Regions from separate parts of the Mus musculus genome. Here region 2 is linked to region 1. Evidence: chromatin contacts called from public promoter capture Hi-C data. All regions are on one chromosome and are shown on one strand. The core of a region is the stretch at or near the end of the contact, and the rest is flanking DNA. Distances in the headings are between cores, read along the strand shown. Region 1 overlaps Plxna1 (plexin A1). Region 2 overlaps Chchd6 (coiled-coil-helix-coiled-coil-helix domain containing 6).

Evidence for each region. Capture Hi-C pulls out chosen DNA fragments and counts their contacts.
Region 2: a promoter capture Hi-C map of adipose tissue shows a contact between it and region 1. The contact joins two enhancer-like sites. A contact is called at or near these places in 1 of 484 Hi-C or Micro-C datasets (embryonic stem cells) and 2 of 9 other capture datasets (adipose tissue and pancreatic islet).

Annotation. Positions count from the first base shown.
Region 1 is chr6:89,343,459-89,347,021 of GRCm38.p6, reverse strand. It overlaps Plxna1 (plexin A1), which reads left to right. Exons shown (of 32, transcript NM_008881.2): 4 at 2,913-3,053. Among named protein-coding and RNA genes, the nearest start is that of Gm40415, 16 kb to the left of the region's middle. Within about 2 kb of position 1,856, at least 207 of the 459 cell types and tissues checked have an H3K27ac peak or open chromatin away from gene starts, as enhancers often do. A contact at or near this core is called in adipose tissue, where this site is marked.
Region 2 is chr6:89,497,450-89,501,012 of GRCm38.p6, reverse strand. All of the region lies in intron 4 of Chchd6 (coiled-coil-helix-coiled-coil-helix domain containing 6), which reads left to right. Among named protein-coding and RNA genes, the nearest start is that of Gm46966, 46 kb to the right of the region's middle. Within about 2 kb of position 1,797, at least 41 of the 459 cell types and tissues checked have an H3K27ac peak or open chromatin away from gene starts, as enhancers often do. A contact at or near this core is called in adipose tissue, where this site is marked.

The DNA.
Region 1 (3,563 bases), core at 607-3,106:
ATCACATATGTGCACAGTAATCCCATCATCACATGTGAGGTCTATGGCCCTTGTCCCAAGTGTGTACACAGGAGCCCCATCAACTGGTGTGTGCACAAAAACTTGTCATGGATACATCCATTGCACATATGATCATAGGGACACTATATGTATACATATAGGAACCTGTTCCATGTGTATACACAGAGATCCCATCATATGTATGCAAAAGAACCTCATTACCCACATGTGCACAGAGACCCCATTAGGAGTGCACTAGGAACTACATCACATGCTATACACCCAGGGAACTGACCCTGTTATATATACACCTAGGGACTCCATCACATACATGTTCACACAGGGACCCCCATCATACATGCACCTAGAGACTCCATCACACAGATGTTGTCACAGGTGTCTTGTATTTACTTTTTCGGAATCTGTGATAAAATACCTACCCTGACAAAAGCAATTTAAAAGGAAAGGGGTTTATTTTTGCTCGCCGTGGGATAGAGTCCATTATAGTAGGGGAGGTCATGGCAGCAGAAAGGCAAGTGGAGCCAGACTGTAAACCTCAGGGTCCACCCCAAGTGATGCACTTTTTAACGAGACTCCCACATCTGAAAGATTCTGCAACCTCTCTCTACAGTGGCAGCAGCTGGGAATGAAGTATTTAAACACATGAGCCTATGGCAGGCATTTCATATTCAAAACATAAACTCCATCATCACATATGTACCCAGAGACACTGTGACACTGATGTGCACAAAGGTCCTGTCAGGCCTGAGCATGGCTTGGCTCAATGCAGAGTACTGCAACACACTCATGTCTATAACCTCCCTGATGCCCACAATTCCCCTAGCTGAGGAATGGTATCCACGCTCTGCCAGTGGTCCCTCCCTGGAGTTAGCCTCTACTGGGCTGTGTCCCTAGGACCTGGTTGTGCATGTGGACCATTGCTGGGCAGGTGGATGGACAGCTGAACTCACAAGCCCCCAACTGCAGCTGTTGAGACCACCTGTCCCAGTCAATTAAGCTGGCAGGCTGGGGGCAGGGCCTCCTGAGCCTGGATGGCCTGTGATCCTTTCCTTATGGACTCTGCTCTCTGCTCTGGCCTGTCCTTTTCCTGCATACCTGGAGCTAGTGTGTCTACCCAGTCTGGGAAGGGTGGTGGCAGGCAAGATAGGGCTGGGGGTTACATGGTCATTGTGGCAGGAGGAAACTCCCCTGGTCTCTGTCCAGGGCACCCTGTATGCAAGGCTACCACCCAGGAGTGACGAGGATGGGATCTTTCTGGGATGTGGATGTGGGTGAAGCCTAGGGTGTGGGGGAGTAGAGTCATGGCTGTGGTCTTGGAGGCTTGTAAGACATTGGTCTAGAGTTCTCGGTCCCCTGCCCACTGAACAGGCTTGTTTCCTGGCACCTGTCTCAGGCAAGCTTTTCTGTCTCTGTCACCGTGGGGGGAGGTGGAAGCATGATTCATTCCCATTTCAGGAGTAGGAAAACAGATACATCTAAGCCAATTTTGGCCTAGGTGGTGTGAGTCCAGCCTTGTCTCTGGCTGCATGCTCCCCACTTAATACAGCAGTGTAAGCCAGCCTGCTATGATCTGCTCTAGCAGTCATCCAGGACCTGACTCCCTCCCCTGCTCTGGCATAGCTGGGCTAGATAGGTTTAGGTTAAGGTTAGTGTCCTTGCCAGCCCCTGGGGTATTGGGCTGCTGTGGGCCCCTTCTGTCTCAGCTAGCTGTTCCTGCTTGTCCGTCCAGAGGCCGGAGGAATAAAGTTTGGGCAACTATTAGTCCAGCCCCTTCAGGCCTCCCAGGACCTCCCCACTTACCCAGCTCTTCCGGGTCTGGTTTGACTTAAGCCTGTCTTGGTGGAGCGGCAGCTGAGCGGATGTGGGGGGTGGCCCAGGCTCTCAGGAATGTGACCCTCCCCCTCTCTCCCAGCTAGCAGTCTCTTGGCCCAGAGACACAGGCCCCACCCTGGCTGGCCCCTCGCCCAGCTCCTGACAGAGCTAGCCTATGGCAGGGTGCTGGTTTTTGCTGCCCTTGCTGCCCCCAGGTCTGCTCTGCCCCCTTACTGTGGGGTACAAAGGAGGCCAAGCTCACTCCAGCCTTGTACCCAGAAGTAGAGAGGTAGGCCAGATGGGTTAGAAGCTGGAGGTAGCTGTGCCTTAGCTGCACAGTGGGTAGAAGCAAGCTGCAGGTCCTGTGCCAGGAGACTGTGCCTGGGCCCAGCTGAGCTAGGCAGACGCGCCCCATGAGTCCCATCTTGAAAGCCCCCATGGGTCTCTCTGTTAATTAAATACATTTGTTTGGTAAAAGCAACTAAAAATACTTGCAGCACCAAGGCTGCAGGAGAGGATCAGGCTAATTAGCGCCTGGCTTGTTTGGGATCTGAACTATATTTCCGTGCTGATGAGGTCCCCTTCTCCCTGCCACTTTCTTGCTGGGGTATCCCTCATCCCAAGACACCAAGGCCAGCCTTGGCCTCTCTGTGTGTGAGCCCCTGGTCTTGTTCCTCGACTATACCGATCACAAGGTCTCCTCCTGCCCTCTTACCTCAAACTTGCTTTCTTTCACAAGCCTCATGGTGGCCCATGAAAGAGGTTCCTGCCTGCCAGGTTCCCTGCAGCTTGATGGTAGGCACTGGAGCCCACGTGTACCCTACCACTGAGTTTTGGTGTCTGGATTGGTAAAGGAACCAAGGCACACCCACCTGTCCAGTATGTCTTGTCCTATCTCTGTCTTTGGGATGACTTGGGTCAGGGACAGTGAACTGGGTCAGCCTTGACTCATTCTGAATCAGCCTGGTTCTTTGGTGGAAAGGTGCTTGTTAGAGGGCTTGGACCCTTTGCATCGGGTAAGGTGGGTCTAGGATAGTGTGTCGTGGACCTGCCTCATTGAGCACCCTTTGCTACTACAGATTCTGGTGGACCTTGCAAACCCCAGCGGCAGGCCGGCCCTGGCTTATGAAAGTGTGGTGGCTCAGGAGGGCAACCCTATCCTGCGTGACCTGGTCCTCAGCCCCAACCGCCAGTACCTCTATGCTATGACGGAGAAGCAGGTGGGTGCTGCTGGCTGATTGGCATGAGCTTTTAGGGTGACTGGGGTGGGATCCCCAGTCAGAGATCCCAGTCAAAGGAACCTGAGGAATGGCTTGCCTGGAGTCAAGAGGCTGCTTTCCCCCATGGAGGTGTCCTGTTGGCTCTAATACCTGACATGACACTCTACAGACAGATGAGTGGGCCTGCTAAGAGGTGTGGTTATGAGGGTTCCATGTTATCCATGTAGCCTCAGACTCCCCAGGGCCTCATGGAAGGCCCTCGTTCTCTCCCTGTGACCTCTAGCCCTGGAAGTTGGTACTTGGGTGACTGCACTGTCCAAGCACAGGTGCCTTTGGAGGATTGAACTGGGACGCTGGGCTGGGCTTCTCTGGCTCAGGCTCTGGCTGTCTACAGTGGGTTGTGGCTTTGTCCTTGGCGAGACCTGGCCAGCCTGGCTTGCTTAGGTCTTCAAGGTATTCTTATGTGCCCAGCTTTACCAGCTTGTTGCCTGTTCCTCCTTTCTATGTAAA
Region 2 (3,563 bases), core at 548-3,047, 150 kb before region 1:
ACAAATACCCTCAGAGAAGAGCATCAGCCTTGTCTCTGAACAGAAGCAGTCTCTTTTTCACTAGAGAGTACAACTTGTCACATATGACTCATAGGCCTGAGCCTACTCTGAGCATCTGGACAGCCTGTCACTGTATGGATTGAACCTGGATCCACAATGGACTGCTCTGTCCCTCAACACAGCATACACCAGCTTGTAAAGGCATAGAGCTGATTTAGGTTGACCATAGGAGTTTGTTGCCAGAGTAAATTGCATTAGTGACTTGAAGGCCACTCACTGTGGCTTGAGGAACTTTGGGGAAACTATGAGTTCTAGATTCTAGTTACTTCCCACCCAGTTGGAAGAGTCCAATTGTACAGGAGTCCAATTCCAACCCAGTCTTTGTGGGGCAGATTCCACAAAGGGACTGTTTGGAACCATGTTTGTTGCAAATAACTTTGCTGGTGACATAACACCAAGCAGGCTAATTTATAGCTTTATTTGATCTTGCACTTATTCATTGAAGAGCCTTTTTCTAAGAGCTCTGAAATGTGGTGAGAGACCGTGTAGGTAAGGAGGGTGTAGAGCAGAGGGATGTGCTTCTAAGGTTGGAGGTAGCCCCTTGCTGCTCCTGTGGCCTCATTAGTCCTGGTTCTCTTGTGATTGCCATAGTTTCCCACTAAAAGACTATGTGATGGATATCTTTCATTTTTGTGGCCAAATCTAACTTTTTATAACTTGGAAGTCAAGGTATGTGGCTGTGCCTCTGCTGGCCTCATCCCTGCTTTCTCTAGGAGAAGACATACCTTTGTTGGAGGTACGAGGAACTCCTTAGCATGTGCAGAGCAATCAACAGTTCAGGAATGACTATTCAGACAGCATTTCCCCTTCCCCTGTCCAGAAATGAATGTCTATCAACATCAAACACCTCCCTGCCCTCAGCATTCTGCCCATGCTCTCCTTCCCATCTCTACCCTGTCCCACACCTACAGCAAGGCTGTTGGGATACTCTTGTGCTCTACCCCTGCATGAGGACACACTAGAGGCCTATGAGCAGGAACACTGTTTTAACAATTTCTGGCATTAGCAGCAACTACCAGTTGGATGCTTGAGAAAGATTCTTTCAGGGGAATTACAGGGAGCTTACATGGAAGCTTAGTGCTTTCTTGTTGGCTATGTTAACAGCCAGTTGAAAGAGTGATCATGTTGCCATTGTTATGATCTGATGGGGTGTGATGATCAGTGGCCTCAATTGGCCAGCACCCACTGTCACCGAGGGAAAGCTGAGGGCCTTCTAAAGGAGCTAGTTCTCAGAGATTTAGGCTCTGTAAGTTCTGAGTGGGCCAGGATTCTTGAACTTCCCTGGTTCAAGAATTGACTGTTGTTGCACTTTATCCTGGGAGTAGCTTCACCTAATGTGGATGGAGCACAATGGACTTTTCCTTCAGTCCTAGAGGATCCACAGCTGGGAACTTGTAAGGATGAGGAGGCTTCTGCAGCCTATACAACCTCCTTTCACTTTTAGTAGATGGCAACATGTGATCTGGATCCCAGCAGCCTTGCAAAATGTTGTTGCCTGTCTGTGCTGATGCCTGAAAGCCAGAAGGCAGCAGAGCCTTATGCAAGAGGGGAGTTGGGTTGTTTTCTCTTTACAATCAAGTATGTTGGGGTTTTGCCAGATAGATTTTCCTCTTGCCTTTTTACATTTTTTTTCCAAATGAAAAGCTTTTCTGGCAGATGTCGTAAAGCCACTTCTAGGGCATTGATAGTTACCTAAAAAAGCCCCTGGCTTCCTCTCCCCGCCAGCTGACTGTGCATTTCAGTGCCCCACATCTGTGCTGTCTTTCACAGAAGGCTGAGCCTGCAAGTGCCTGCTCTGGTGAAGACCTGGCCTGTGCCTGCGGGCCCCCAGCACGGGTCTGTCCCTCCTGCTTAGACTCTTATGACCTCACTTTCACCCTCCCTCTGTTGGACCTGAACCTGCTGCAGCTTTCACGACTCTCATGGCATTCAAGGCCCTGTGAGATCTGCCTGCATCTGGCCTTTCCTTTATCTCCTCATTTGCTGATTCAGCTTGCCTCTTCCGTCTCTCATTGGCCTGTGCTGTGCTGTGCTGTGCTGTGCTGTGCTGTGCTGTGCTGTGCTGTGCTGTGCTGTGCTGTGCTGTGCTGTGTGCTGTGCTGTGCTGTGTGCTGTGCTGTGCTGCCTCTTTTGCTGTCTTCCCTGATCTTCCTCTACACCTTCTTTCCTACTTCCCATTAGAGAGGAGTCTGTCCAGATCATGTTACATGACACTTATGAGCAGTAGAATATACCTGAGGACAAGGCAGAAAGGCCAGGGTTTGTGTCCTGTGTATCCAGTCCAGCTCTTCACAGAGCTTTTTCTTTTTAAGGACAGGGTGCCCTGGTAGTCTTGGTAGGAAGAGTGTCTAAGGTGACCTGTAAAGCAAAGAGTAGCATCAAGACATGCCTCCAGATATCTGCCTGCTTTAGACAACTCTCCTATGCTGCTGGACTGGAAGTCCTTCTCTCTATGCCCGTGCCTTGGCAGCTGACAGATAGAAGTAGCATTTCTCACTGTGTTGCAATTGTTTGCAAAAGGCTCTTTTCCCTCCTTAAACAGGTGCTTTGACTTGACTATGTTGGATTCACCCTACACAAAGCCACTTAAGCCCTTCCTAGATGCCTTGTTCCATAAGTATGTGCTCAAGGTGTACCACTAAACTCAGAGAGTCAGAGTCAGGCTCCCAGAGGTGGCTGCTCCCCAGGGAGATAGGCAACCTTCCTTTCTGCCTTTCATTATGTTTATTACCTGAACTGATTTTGACTCTGTATTAAAATGTATTTGTAAAGAGAAAGTAAGTGAAGGCCTTATAAAGGGAGTCTGTCAGTGTGGGGCCCAGTGTTCTCTAATGCAGATCACCATGGCAACATGGTAGCCTTCACATTTCACTAGTTAAGAAGATGAACTCTTCTGCCCACAGAATCCAACCGGATTGGCCACCATTACTTAGTGCTCTGTGCAGCAAGTCTTCCTGAAAGCCAGCAGACCTCATTACCAGGGACCTTTCCTCAGCAGGGATCATCATCTATCTAGCTGTCTTGGTCCTTCATGTCTCCTTCTTGACCCCCTCCTGCATCAGGCCTTGTAGCACTGTCTAAAGCAGGCCTGGGGTGAGCAATGGCCCATATGGCTTTTATCTGCATGCCCGCTGCCTCTCTTCCAGGCCTGTGAGAGCATGGTGAGGTGGGAGTAGATATTTCTAAGATGTTTGTGTAGTAAATTGGCTTGACCTCAGTGTGGTGTCATCAGCCTTAACACACCTCTCAGCAGCTTCCATGTTCTCTGGCATCTCGCTGCACTGGAAGATGCCAGCTTCTCTTAAGCACTTATTCATAGGAAGAGAGGATCACTGAATCTGGACCTGAACTTTTAAGTACTTGTGCTAACTCTTGAGTGCTAGTGGTAGGATTTCAGGTATGTGCCACCATGCCTTGCACAGGCCTTTTGCTGTCAGCTCACTATCCTCTGAAGTTCTGCTCACCATCCCATTCTCATGATGGAAAGACAGGCTTATTCCTAG